Regions from separate parts of the Danio rerio genome. Here regions 1 and 3 are each linked to region 2. Evidence: chromatin contacts called from public Hi-C data. All regions are on one chromosome and are shown on one strand. Each heading gives the region's core, a stretch centred on a gene start, on an enhancer-like site or on the middle of the called end of the contact. The rest is flanking DNA. Distances are from core to core; before and after follow the strand shown. Region 1 overlaps sptlc2a (serine palmitoyltransferase, long chain base subunit 2a). Region 2 holds the start of setd3 (SET domain containing 3, actin histidine methyltransferase). Region 3 overlaps sptlc2a (serine palmitoyltransferase, long chain base subunit 2a).

Region 1 (3,613 bases), core at 155-2,654, 220 kb before region 2:
CAGATTGCTCATCATTAAAACCACAATTGCTCTGGGGTTCTAAAGGTTTGTCTGACTTTTCAGGAATGTTTACCTCTTAAATTTTGAAATCATTTGAACAAATTAGAACATATTTTGATATTACCCCTGAAGACTTTTTTAATATCTTCAAATTTGGCATTTTATAGTTTCCCTATTAAAGCAAAGCTAATTTTGTTTTAAATTATGGAAACTGGAAGAAACCATGCTGTCATTAAATTCTTTTAAAGGGCTTATTTCTAAATTCTATGCCATATTAGTTAACTCTGATTCCTCAGTTTATGATTCCTTGAAACCACAATGGGGATTTGGACCTAGGGGTTCTGTTTGATTCTGAAGATTGGTCCAAGATCTGTGATGGTACTTTTTCCAAATTGTACCTCAATTTCCATACATGAACAAAGTTTTAAGTTTTTCCACAGAATTTATTTTACACGTTCACCGCCTTAAAATGTTCCCAGCCTGTTCTGACCTCTGTTTTAAATGCAAAACTTAAGGGCAAATTTTTTTCATGTATTTTATTCCTGTGTTCACATCCAACCATTTTGGAGAGGGGTTCATTCTGCAATCCAAGAGAGAATTGAAAAACGTTTTACCTCCCCTTCACTTTTTTGTTGAATGACATTCCTGAAGACCTTTTTGACTCAGACCTCAAACCTCTGTTTACAACTCTTACATTTCTGGTTAAGAAATGTACATTGCTAAAACAGTCTATTTCTCAAATCCAACTATTTCCATGTGGATTTCTTCCTTTGTTGAAATGTACTTTTAACCCTAACTACAAACAGTACGTTTTTTAAACTTACATTTGTAAATTTCATTTAATTTGCAACGCTTGGCCATGGTTTGTTTGTTTGTTTGTCTGATTGTCTTTGTTGTTTGTACTATTTGAAAATCCTTAATAAAGAAAAAAACACAATTGCAATATTATCATTAATATAAGACCTTTTTATTACATTAAAACATACATTGATGAATATGCGATCACTAACATGCATCTAAAAAGGAACGTGAATTATCAGTTCATGCCAACTTTAAATATTTATTGCATGGGTTTATGCAGGAGCTTTCTAGATTATATTTGCTTTCGAAATATACACAGGTGCCTGTAGGTTCTCCAGCTACTGTTTATAGTGAGTGAGTGAGTGTTTGCATGCATTAGCTGATTTATATGTGTGATTTGCTTAGGCAACCTTGACAGACACGAGAAGTTGGAGAAACTGGTGGCGTCATTTCTGAGAGTGGAGTCTGCCATGGCGTTCGGAATGGGATTTGCAACTAACTCCATGAACATTCCTGCATTAGCTGGCAAGGTTTGCAGTGCTACACTATTTAGAGTGCTTACTATCTTTTTCTCACTTTGCCAGCTCCTCTGTCTCTATATTTTTTTACTGTGATGAACCACCCAAGGCAACTCCTACAAACGTTAGGAGTGTCCATACAGGCGGATCCCGCTTTGACCTGTCAGTGCTTGTTTAAATGATACATACGTTTTTTGTGTGTGTGAATGTTTCCAGTTATTGGTTTAAGCACGCTGGCTGTATTTTATCACCAGTGCAGGGGGAGAAGCTCAGTGTAATAGTAAAGATAGACCAACCTAAAGAGTTTGCGTAGCTCACACACACTGGAATGTACTTGATAAGGCACAAAAATTACCTCAGGAAACGTGTGTTTGGCTGAAAGGGTAACCAGAGAGATTTCCCAACCTCACTTCCTGTTGCAGGCCAGAGGGCGAGTGATTTAGTGTTGAAATGCCTGACTTTCCTGATTTACATAATCGAAACTGATTTGAAAGGATGTGTATTGTATTATTGCATAAAACAAACAAAAACAAGCTGCAAGATAAGAGACACAAGAAGCTTCTAGTAACATTGAAAAAAAAAGCATTTGTAAACATTTTGAAAGTGAATGGAAAAAGTTGTGAAAGACCACATTTATATTAAATGCATTCATTCATTCATTTTCTTGTCGGCTTAGTCACTTTATTAATCCGGGGTCGCCACAGCAGAATGAACCGGCAACTCATTCAGCAAGTTTTTACGCAGCGGATGCCCTTCCAGCCACAACCCATCTCTGGGAAATATTAAATACATATTAAATTCTAATTAAAAAATATATTTTTTAAATCTACAGAGAGCACAGTGAATGCAAGCAAAATTGCTAGTTTAATGTTTAAATCTTGAAATCAAATATTTTGAAAATGCTTTTTGTCGTCTTTATTATTATTCAACATACGCGTACACAAATGATAATACTATATTTTATTATATTTTAAAGGGGTGGTCCACTATGATATTTTAAACTTGAGTTGATGTGTAATGTAGCTGTGTGAACAACATTTCTGAATGTAATATGCTCAAAGTAAGACATTGGCTTTTACAGAGTTAGCTTAGGAAAGATTACAGCGAACAAATTTTGGGGACTACAGAAAAGACACCCAGGCTAGTGAGATCACAGAAGCTTTAGGTTACGCGCATACACTGTGTGCAGCGAAGGGGTATGGCCAGAGACGCTGTAATGCTATAGCAGAGAAAGCTAAAATGCTGTCCAAATGCTGCTAATTTCACAGAGCTCATTCGATTTCTGTATTTGGGCTTCCAAGGAACACGACACAAAGAGTGTAGTGCTCACAGTTTAATTTTAAGTATGTTCCAGAGAATTATAAAAAAATGTATAGCTCTAGCATTTGACAAAGGACAGCTTCCAGAATCTTTCCCAGATCAGGGCTGGATTCAGCTAAAGACTCCTCAAAGAAGGAAAAGTTCAACCATAATAGATGGAAGATGTGGAATGTGAGTCACAACCTGTACGTATTTTGATTTGTTAAAATTGATCTATTATATGCATGGTATCTAGCATTAGTGACATGTTGTAGTAAGGGTGCAAACAAGGATGTAAACAATGGGAAATGCTGTTTGGCACCGCTAACAATTTAACTACAAGTTCAAATTTATCCATCAAACTGCTGTAAACAGCCACAATCTTCAGCAGTGCTGCTATGTCTCTCCATGCGACCGCTTTTCCAGTTCTACATCTCAAATAATGAACTCGCAAAAGATATGTGAATGTTTATATATATGTGTGAAAGACACGTGTCAGAGGTTCTGCTGTGTGCTTTTCATTTTCTGTCTGACTCAAACTGATACAGCTAACAACCAATCTGACGAATCACAACATATTATGCTAGCTGACTAATCAGAGCCTCTTAAGGGCAGGCCTTTTAGAGGAACTAGGAAATATGACGGTCGTTTTCATGTTAGCAGAGTAGTTGTATATAAATTCAAAATAAGATATATGAAAAAATAATGTGATTTTCTACAAATGAAGCATGAGCACACATTGCATCTTATAAACACAGCCAAGCCTTCAAAATACACTCTGGGCCACCCCTTTAAATGAAAGCTTTTTAGATTGAAAATATTCAGCTGACAATTTGAATGAAAATAGTAGAAAATATAAAGTAGAAAGATTGAACACAATAATTAGTTACTATTTTAGAGCAGCACTTTGTTCAATTGAGATTTTGATAGGTTACAATGTAACCCCGTATCCTAACAATACGCTACATGACAAGATTTTCAGTGATAAGAAATTT
Region 2 (3,625 bases), core at 752-3,251:
TAAATTATGTGTGTGAAGGAGTGTGTGTGAATGTTTCCCAGTGTTGGGTTGCAGCTGTAAGGACATTCTCTGCGTAAAACATTTGCTGGATAAGTTGGCGGTTCATTCCGCTGTGGCGACCCCTGATTAATAAAGGGAATAAGCCAAAACGACAATGAATAAAATTATCTGAAAAAAGGGTGAGTCTGCCATCTGCTGGAGATTTACAGCAACTGCACATATGCTCTTATAATGGGAGGATTTTTACATCTTTTCCAACTAATACGTTGAGAAAAGAGGAGTAAACAATATTATTTGTCAAATATTGTTTAATAATTCCCCTGTTTGTTTTCAGAGTAATGTTATTTTTTGAAAAAGCAAAATAGACTCTGGTAAACTATTTCGCAAGTACACTGAAAAGATGATGTCTGCAAAATTGTTGCAAACAATTTATAAAGGTTGAATTTAAACCAACAAATGAAATTTAGTAATGCTCAACTTATTTTGTTTGTTTAAGTTTAGCCCAAATAAATTGTTTACAACCACTTAACTCAAAAAATTTTGTAAATATAAGGAGTCATCTTTGAATCATGTTTTGTGTAGCACCATTGTTCACTTGCTTTCATTCTTTAATACATTTCTACATCATCCAGATTATCGCACATCCTACTGTGACTGTCATACTATTTTTGAAATCTGTTTTAAACAATATTGTTGTTGTTATTATTTTAGAATATATTTATGAAATTACTCATTTGTCCCTGATTTTTGTTTTAATATTAAGTCAATATGTTTTTAAAATGACTTAGTGTAATATAATATTACATTTATTTTAATTACTAAAAATATATTTATTTAAATATTATATAACATAAATGTAGGAAGTAAAATAAGAATAAATTATATCATACATTAAGAAGTGTAAAATTGAGGAAATTAAAACAAAATATTGTGGATGTTATAAAATAATATGTAATATTGATAGCATTATATATTATCGTCGTTAACTAATATTGAAAGGTTTTGAATTAAACATTATGGTAAATAAATCAAATATGACTTTTTTAACATTATTTATTCCTTCATTTTCTTTTTGGCTTAGTCCCTTTGTTAATTAGGGGTCACCACAGCGGAATGTACCGCCAACTTATCCTGCGTATGTTTTACACAGCGGATGCCCTTCCAGCTGCAACCCATCACTGGGAAACACCCATACATTCTCATTCATACACATACACTACGGACAATTTGGCTTACCCAATTCACCTATTGCACAGGTCTTTGGACTTGTTGGGGAAACCGGAACATCTGCAGGAAAGCCACGCCAACACGAGGAAGGTTTTAGCATTAATGTATTAATCGATTATACATTTTTTTATATATTTTATCAATTATCATGTACTTTTAATCCTATTTTATTTATTTGTAATGGTAATTGGATTATTTTTTATGTATTTGTTTATTTTTATTAATATTTATTATTTAGCCTATAATTAATATACATTACATTTTACAGCCAATCAAAAGTTTTACATGTTTTCGAGCTGTAAAACATGACTCCTATTAGGCCACCCAGGGGGTCACTAGACTAACCCCAAGCTTGAAAAATCCAGCATCACCTTATGTGTTTTGTCTCATTGACTGACGTCTTCCTTCGCGAATCACAATGTGCAAACTTTATCCTTTTATGGTCACTTTATGTACCCAAAGTAAACTTCCAATCACAAGACAAACAAGCCTTCCGTTTGTGCAGTCAAACCAACCTTGTCAATCCGACGCAAGGATCGACTACTCTCGCGACCAGTTAACTCCCAGTAAACGGGTACCGCCTCATCGCAAACCAATAAACGCCTTCAATTCGGCAAGGCGAAACAGCTACCAATTTACACCAATCATCTCACACGTTTGCAGTTGCGTACGGAACAGTAGCCAATCACAATACGAGCTTAGGATGGGAGGAACGCTACTACTGCCCAATCCGCTTTGTCAAAATCTTATTAGGGCGTTGCTTGGCCTCAGAGGAAGTTAGGCTGTACCAGCAGACCGACCAGAAGAGGATTGAATTCCAGGTTGACAGGAGGATCCCTGCAGTCAATTGGAAGGTAGTTTCAGTGCTTATTCACAATCAATATTGTTTGCAAATACGCACACGGTGTTTATTATAATTAACCAACATATAATCAACACCATAGCTGCAGATGCGTCACAAATGTTCGCTGTGAGGGTGTCTAATTCAGCAAATTGCGAAACACAGACATGCTGGATATTAACTCAGTGAATGTGTCTCAAAACCTACTAAGCTGCCTTTCTAGAGAACATACCTGACCGCCCTAGACTTGCTCGAAGCGTTCAGTACAACGCTGTACGTTTTAAATGCTGCTTGAACGTTGTAAATGCGCTATAATGCTTACAATGATGTCTGTGTAAGTAACTAAGCAGGTTTTGAGACACTTGGGCCATGATATACAGATAGCTTGATGAATAGAAACAAATATGAATGGATGTATCTTAAGGGATTTAAGTCATGCATATAAACACCGGACAATCCAGTGTTTAAAATGTAGACTTTGGCGTGCAGTGTAATATGGAGCATCTACTGGTGGTTTTGAATAGATGCGTTGGGCCAGACGGGGTTATTTTAAGGCATCAAGCTGCTGAAATCATCTAATATTCTGCTCTTGGCTTCAGAGTTTATGTTAAATGTTTCTTACTGTGTTATTCTGCCTGCCAGTGTATTTACCTCGCTGTTCTCTGCTGGTTTCAGCTTTAAGTAGCTTACTTTTGTGTGTCCAATCCAATTTGCTCTTCAGTGATACTATTTGGCCTGCCATTTAGTAAAAAAACAACTACTATCGAGGTAAAGTTTGTTTTATATTCAATAGTAATACACATTCGTTCATTTTCGAACAGTGACAACCTGCGACACGGTTATGTTTACTATGCTACTTTGAATATTTTATGTATGAAATCACATGTAAGTGTGACTTCAAAAAACATTAGCAGCACTATTTAATTCACTGTAAACAATGTTGTACTTCGCTAGTAATTTGGCTGCTAATATGATTTCAATATTAAGAATTTGGAAAGAATGAATTTGAAACTTTACCCCAATAAAAACGATGTTAGGGATGTTTTGGTGGCCTCTGGATTCATCTCTGTGAAATCATTGATGTAAAGTTGGTTTTATATTCACACATTCATTCAGTGACAGCTCGTGATATGCTCCCTATATGGTTTACCACAATACTTTTAATATTCGGTCTGTAAGTAAGAAACAACATTAGCACTATTTAACTGACTGTGAACAATGTTGTACTTTGGTAGTCATTTGGCTGCCAATATGATCTCCCTGTTTAGAATTAGGAAGGAATGAATTTGGACAGTGAATGAATTTTACCCCAATGAATCCAGAGGGCATCAAAACATCTCTAACATTGTTTTAATTGGGATAAAGTTTCATTCACTTTCCAAATTTATTCCTTCCAAATTGTAAATAGGGAAATCATATTGGCAGCCAAATGACAATCAAAGTACAACACAGTTAACAGTCTATTAAATAGTGCTAATGTTGTTTCAAAGTAGCGCAGTAAACAATATAGGGAGCAGGTCACCAAGTTTACCTCAATGACTTCACAGAGATGAATCG
Region 3 (3,280 bases), core at 647-3,146, 190 kb before region 2:
CAGGCGTAGTATAGTGTATATAGTATAATATATAAACATTGTTAGCTAGTAGCTACATTATTCTGATGCATTTGGATATACTAGACTTGTTATTTATTTGTTATAATATTTAATAAAGGTAATACTATATGTTGTATACATGATCATACAATATTATGTTTGTTTTCAATAATATTCAGCAAAAAAAGAATGGGATAAATGAAAGCTGTTGGAATAACAGTTGTTGGAAAGTATGTATAAGGTGTCAAGTTCTGTGTTAAAGCTTATAATACTGCAACACCAGTTAGATTAAATTAAATCATTTCAAACAAAACAAACAAACAAAAAAAATAAGTAAAGTTCTAAATTTAAAATGTCTAAGTTAGATCTACTGTTGAATCTTGTCACATGGCAACATATCATATAATACCTTAAAAAAGAGAATTCCCCCAGTTTTTTTTTCAACACTTCAAGTCAAGCCATTCTAAGAAAAGAAAAAGTCCATTATTTTATATAGATCTATCATAATGTGTGCAATAGAGGGTTCAAATCAATGAAATGTTGTACTGTAGATCTTAAATCATTTTAAACAGGTCTTAATTTTCCTACAACCATACAAAGTTACTCAGTCGAGCCAACACCTATCAAACTACCAGCAATCCATTTATTTATTACTCTATTTACCAATGTGGTTTGATTATCATCCTTGCAACAAGTTTGTTTTAACATTCTATGTGTATTTCTAGAGCAGGCACTGGCCTGGACAGACTGTTTAGATAATAATAGTTTTTAAAGAGTTTTTTTTTTTTTTTTGTAAGGAAAGTTATGTTAAAATAACATGCATGCACACATTTAGGGTTTACTTGTTTTGATGCTTTTTAAAAAAAATATGTAGCTAAGAAATGACTAATTCATTTTTTGTTTGTTTTCATGAAGCAAAAATCTTTTGCTGGCCATAAGAAAAGAAAGTCCTGTACAAGTCTGAAATTTCGTTCATAATGATCATTAAAACGTTTAAATTTGACTTTGTAAAACCTGCTGAAATATTACTTGTTCAAACATTGATCTGGTTCTTCTATTAAACACAAAAAGAAGATATTTTGAAGAATGTTGGAAACCTAATTGTTTTTCCTTGTATGGAAGACAATGACTACAGGTTTTCAGCATTCTTCAAATGATCTTCTTTTGTGTTCGACAAAAGAAAGAAACTCAAAGATTTAAAACTACCTGAAAGAGAGTAAATAGTGAGTACATTTTTATTTTAGATTGAATTTATTTTGGATGAATCTCTTTAGGAAGCAACACCGCATACAAAACAGACAGAGAATGTGGAAAAAGAATTTGTATAATTTTTAAAATCTAATTAAATTTGATCTAAATGCAACTTCACTCCTGTTTAATTAATTGAAAACTAAGACGAAAAAGAATCTGTCAGTGGAATTTTTCTATATCTTATTGTTTCTCAAGTCATTTTATCTTATGCAACCGTTTATATATTTTTTCTGGAAAACAAGCCTGTTAAAAACTCAAAGTCAGTGAGGTTTACCCCGATCTGGCGTACAATTTCAATTCATTTATTGTTTCTGATGCAGATGCTTTCACAGTCTAGTGGTTTCACAGTCCGACGTGTCCCTGGCCTGAGGGGAAATAAAGTTCTCTTTCAATCAGATCTGGCTTTCAAGTCATCCAAAACTTCTGGCGTCCCCATACAAACAAGCAGATAAGAAATATTCCTGGCCTCGTTGATTCTCAAGAGGACGCGAGCTGAAGATATGAGGGAATGCGAAGGATTTTGCCTTGTAAATCACAGTTTTAGGCAAGTTGGCATTGTTATCTGCTGTGTGTGTATGTGGTGGTGATGGGCATTCCTGATCTCATTGTTTAGCCTGACCTCTTCTCTGTACACACAGGCGGACTTGACAAACACAGGACATTCGTCTCTGTCTCCAAGTGTTGACTTGCTCTGTGAGAGAGGGCAGGTACACATGTTTTAGGTGTAAGAATGTGTTTACCCACAGCCCCCTTTAGAGCTTGCTAATGGATTGTTATTCCAGATGGTATGATGAGCTTCTGTTTCTTTTGACGCTTCTATTGTCGTGCAAGTGTTTTAGACTAACAGACCTGGCATTCATTGACAACTAGAGCTGCAGTCTGGTAATGAAAAGAATAAATAATTAATTTCTTTATTGATTTTTAAACTCTGTGTGTCTTATGCAAATAGAAAGTCTGTCAATGTTGTCGCTTAAAAGTTTTGTGGTTTCAAAAAAGGCATCTTCGAAAAACAGAGTTAAGGATCAGAATTGGAATTAAGTAAATTTGTATTGTTTGGGAGAAAGATTTCAATGACATTATTAAGTGTTAAGATGAGCTTTGGTTTGATTAGACGATGGAGACACATTCCCATTTACACCGGTGCCTCATGTATCAACGCTGCATACGCACAGAAACTTTGAGTACGCCAGATTTCACGCTCCCGTTTGGATTTACTAACGATGAAATTAACGTGAGAATGTGCGTTGGTCCACACCAACTTCATGTCTGGTGTATGTGTATTTGTTGTGCTTGTTTTTTTTCCATTGACTCAGTAAAGTGTTGCCCACAATTAAGGCAACTCTCTTTTCAAAGGATGTTAGTTAAGCATCCCCTGTTCCCCTGCATGTTCTGTACACACTTTGACGGTGCGCCGCTGTTCTCCTCTTAACCTACACCTTTACATCGGACCATTTCTTTTTTTTAATTCGTTCACAGTGCAATGTTCAGACCCCACTGCATTAATCGCTTCAGCTAAACTCTCCCACTCTATTTTTTCTTTTGTTATTAATTCCAGAAGACAAATTTGCCAAAAAAAAAAAAAAACAGTTTCTCTCCGGTCTACCTCCGATATGAGCACTGCCAATCCGCATTCTGTGAAGTTTCTCTTATGGCTTGTTTTTGCCATTACTTTTTCGTTTGGTTTTGCCAAAGTGGAGTCATTACCATTTTCATATGGGGAGGAGGCTGGGAGGGGTTTTGCACTCGTGCATATGCACTCAGTTTTAAGTTAATTCAGATGTACAAAGAGAATATGCGTGGGATTCCACGTACGCAGTGTTTCATACATCTGAATTTTTTACTGCGTACGCACATTTACAGATTTGTCTGTATGCAATGTTTTAGTATGAATTCAACACAATTTTGTACATGAGGCCCCTGGTGTTTTAGGGTTTGCTTTCCATTATATTTCTTCAAGCATAGCGTTTAATGCATATATGGGATTTTTCAGATTTATTTATTTTTTCATTCAATATTACAATATACACTA

Evidence for each region. A called contact is a pair of places that touch in the nucleus more often than the background predicts.
Region 1: a contact with region 2 is called in a Hi-C map of embryo, with 2.3 times the contacts expected there. The contact joins the enhancer-like site here to the promoter of setd3 in region 2. A contact is called at or near these places in 3 of 18 Hi-C or Micro-C datasets (caudal fin, embryo and hematopoietic stem cells).
Region 3: a Hi-C map of embryo shows a contact between it and region 2, with 2.5 times the contacts expected there. The contact joins the enhancer-like site here to the promoter of setd3 in region 2. A contact is called at or near these places in 2 of 18 Hi-C or Micro-C datasets (caudal fin and embryo).

The regions. Positions count from the first base shown.
Region 1 is chr17:19,083,272-19,086,884 of GRCz12tu, forward strand. It overlaps sptlc2a (serine palmitoyltransferase, long chain base subunit 2a), which reads left to right. Exons shown (of 12, transcript NM_001020619.2): 5 at 1,207-1,331. Among named protein-coding and RNA genes, the nearest start is that of sptlc2a, 12 kb to the left of the region's middle. Within about 2 kb of position 1,405, at least 11 of the 62 cell types and tissues checked have an H3K27ac peak or open chromatin away from gene starts, as enhancers often do. A contact at or near this core is called in caudal fin, where this site is marked.
Region 2 is chr17:19,299,688-19,303,312 of GRCz12tu, forward strand. It overlaps setd3 (SET domain containing 3, actin histidine methyltransferase), which reads left to right and starts at 2,002. Exons shown (of 13, transcript NM_200054.1): 1 at 2,002-2,081.
Region 3 is chr17:19,106,420-19,109,699 of GRCz12tu, forward strand. All of the region lies in intron 9 of sptlc2a (serine palmitoyltransferase, long chain base subunit 2a), which reads left to right. Among named protein-coding and RNA genes, the nearest start is that of ism2a, 23 kb to the right of the region's middle. Within about 2 kb of position 1,897, at least 10 of the 62 cell types and tissues checked have an H3K27ac peak or open chromatin away from gene starts, as enhancers often do.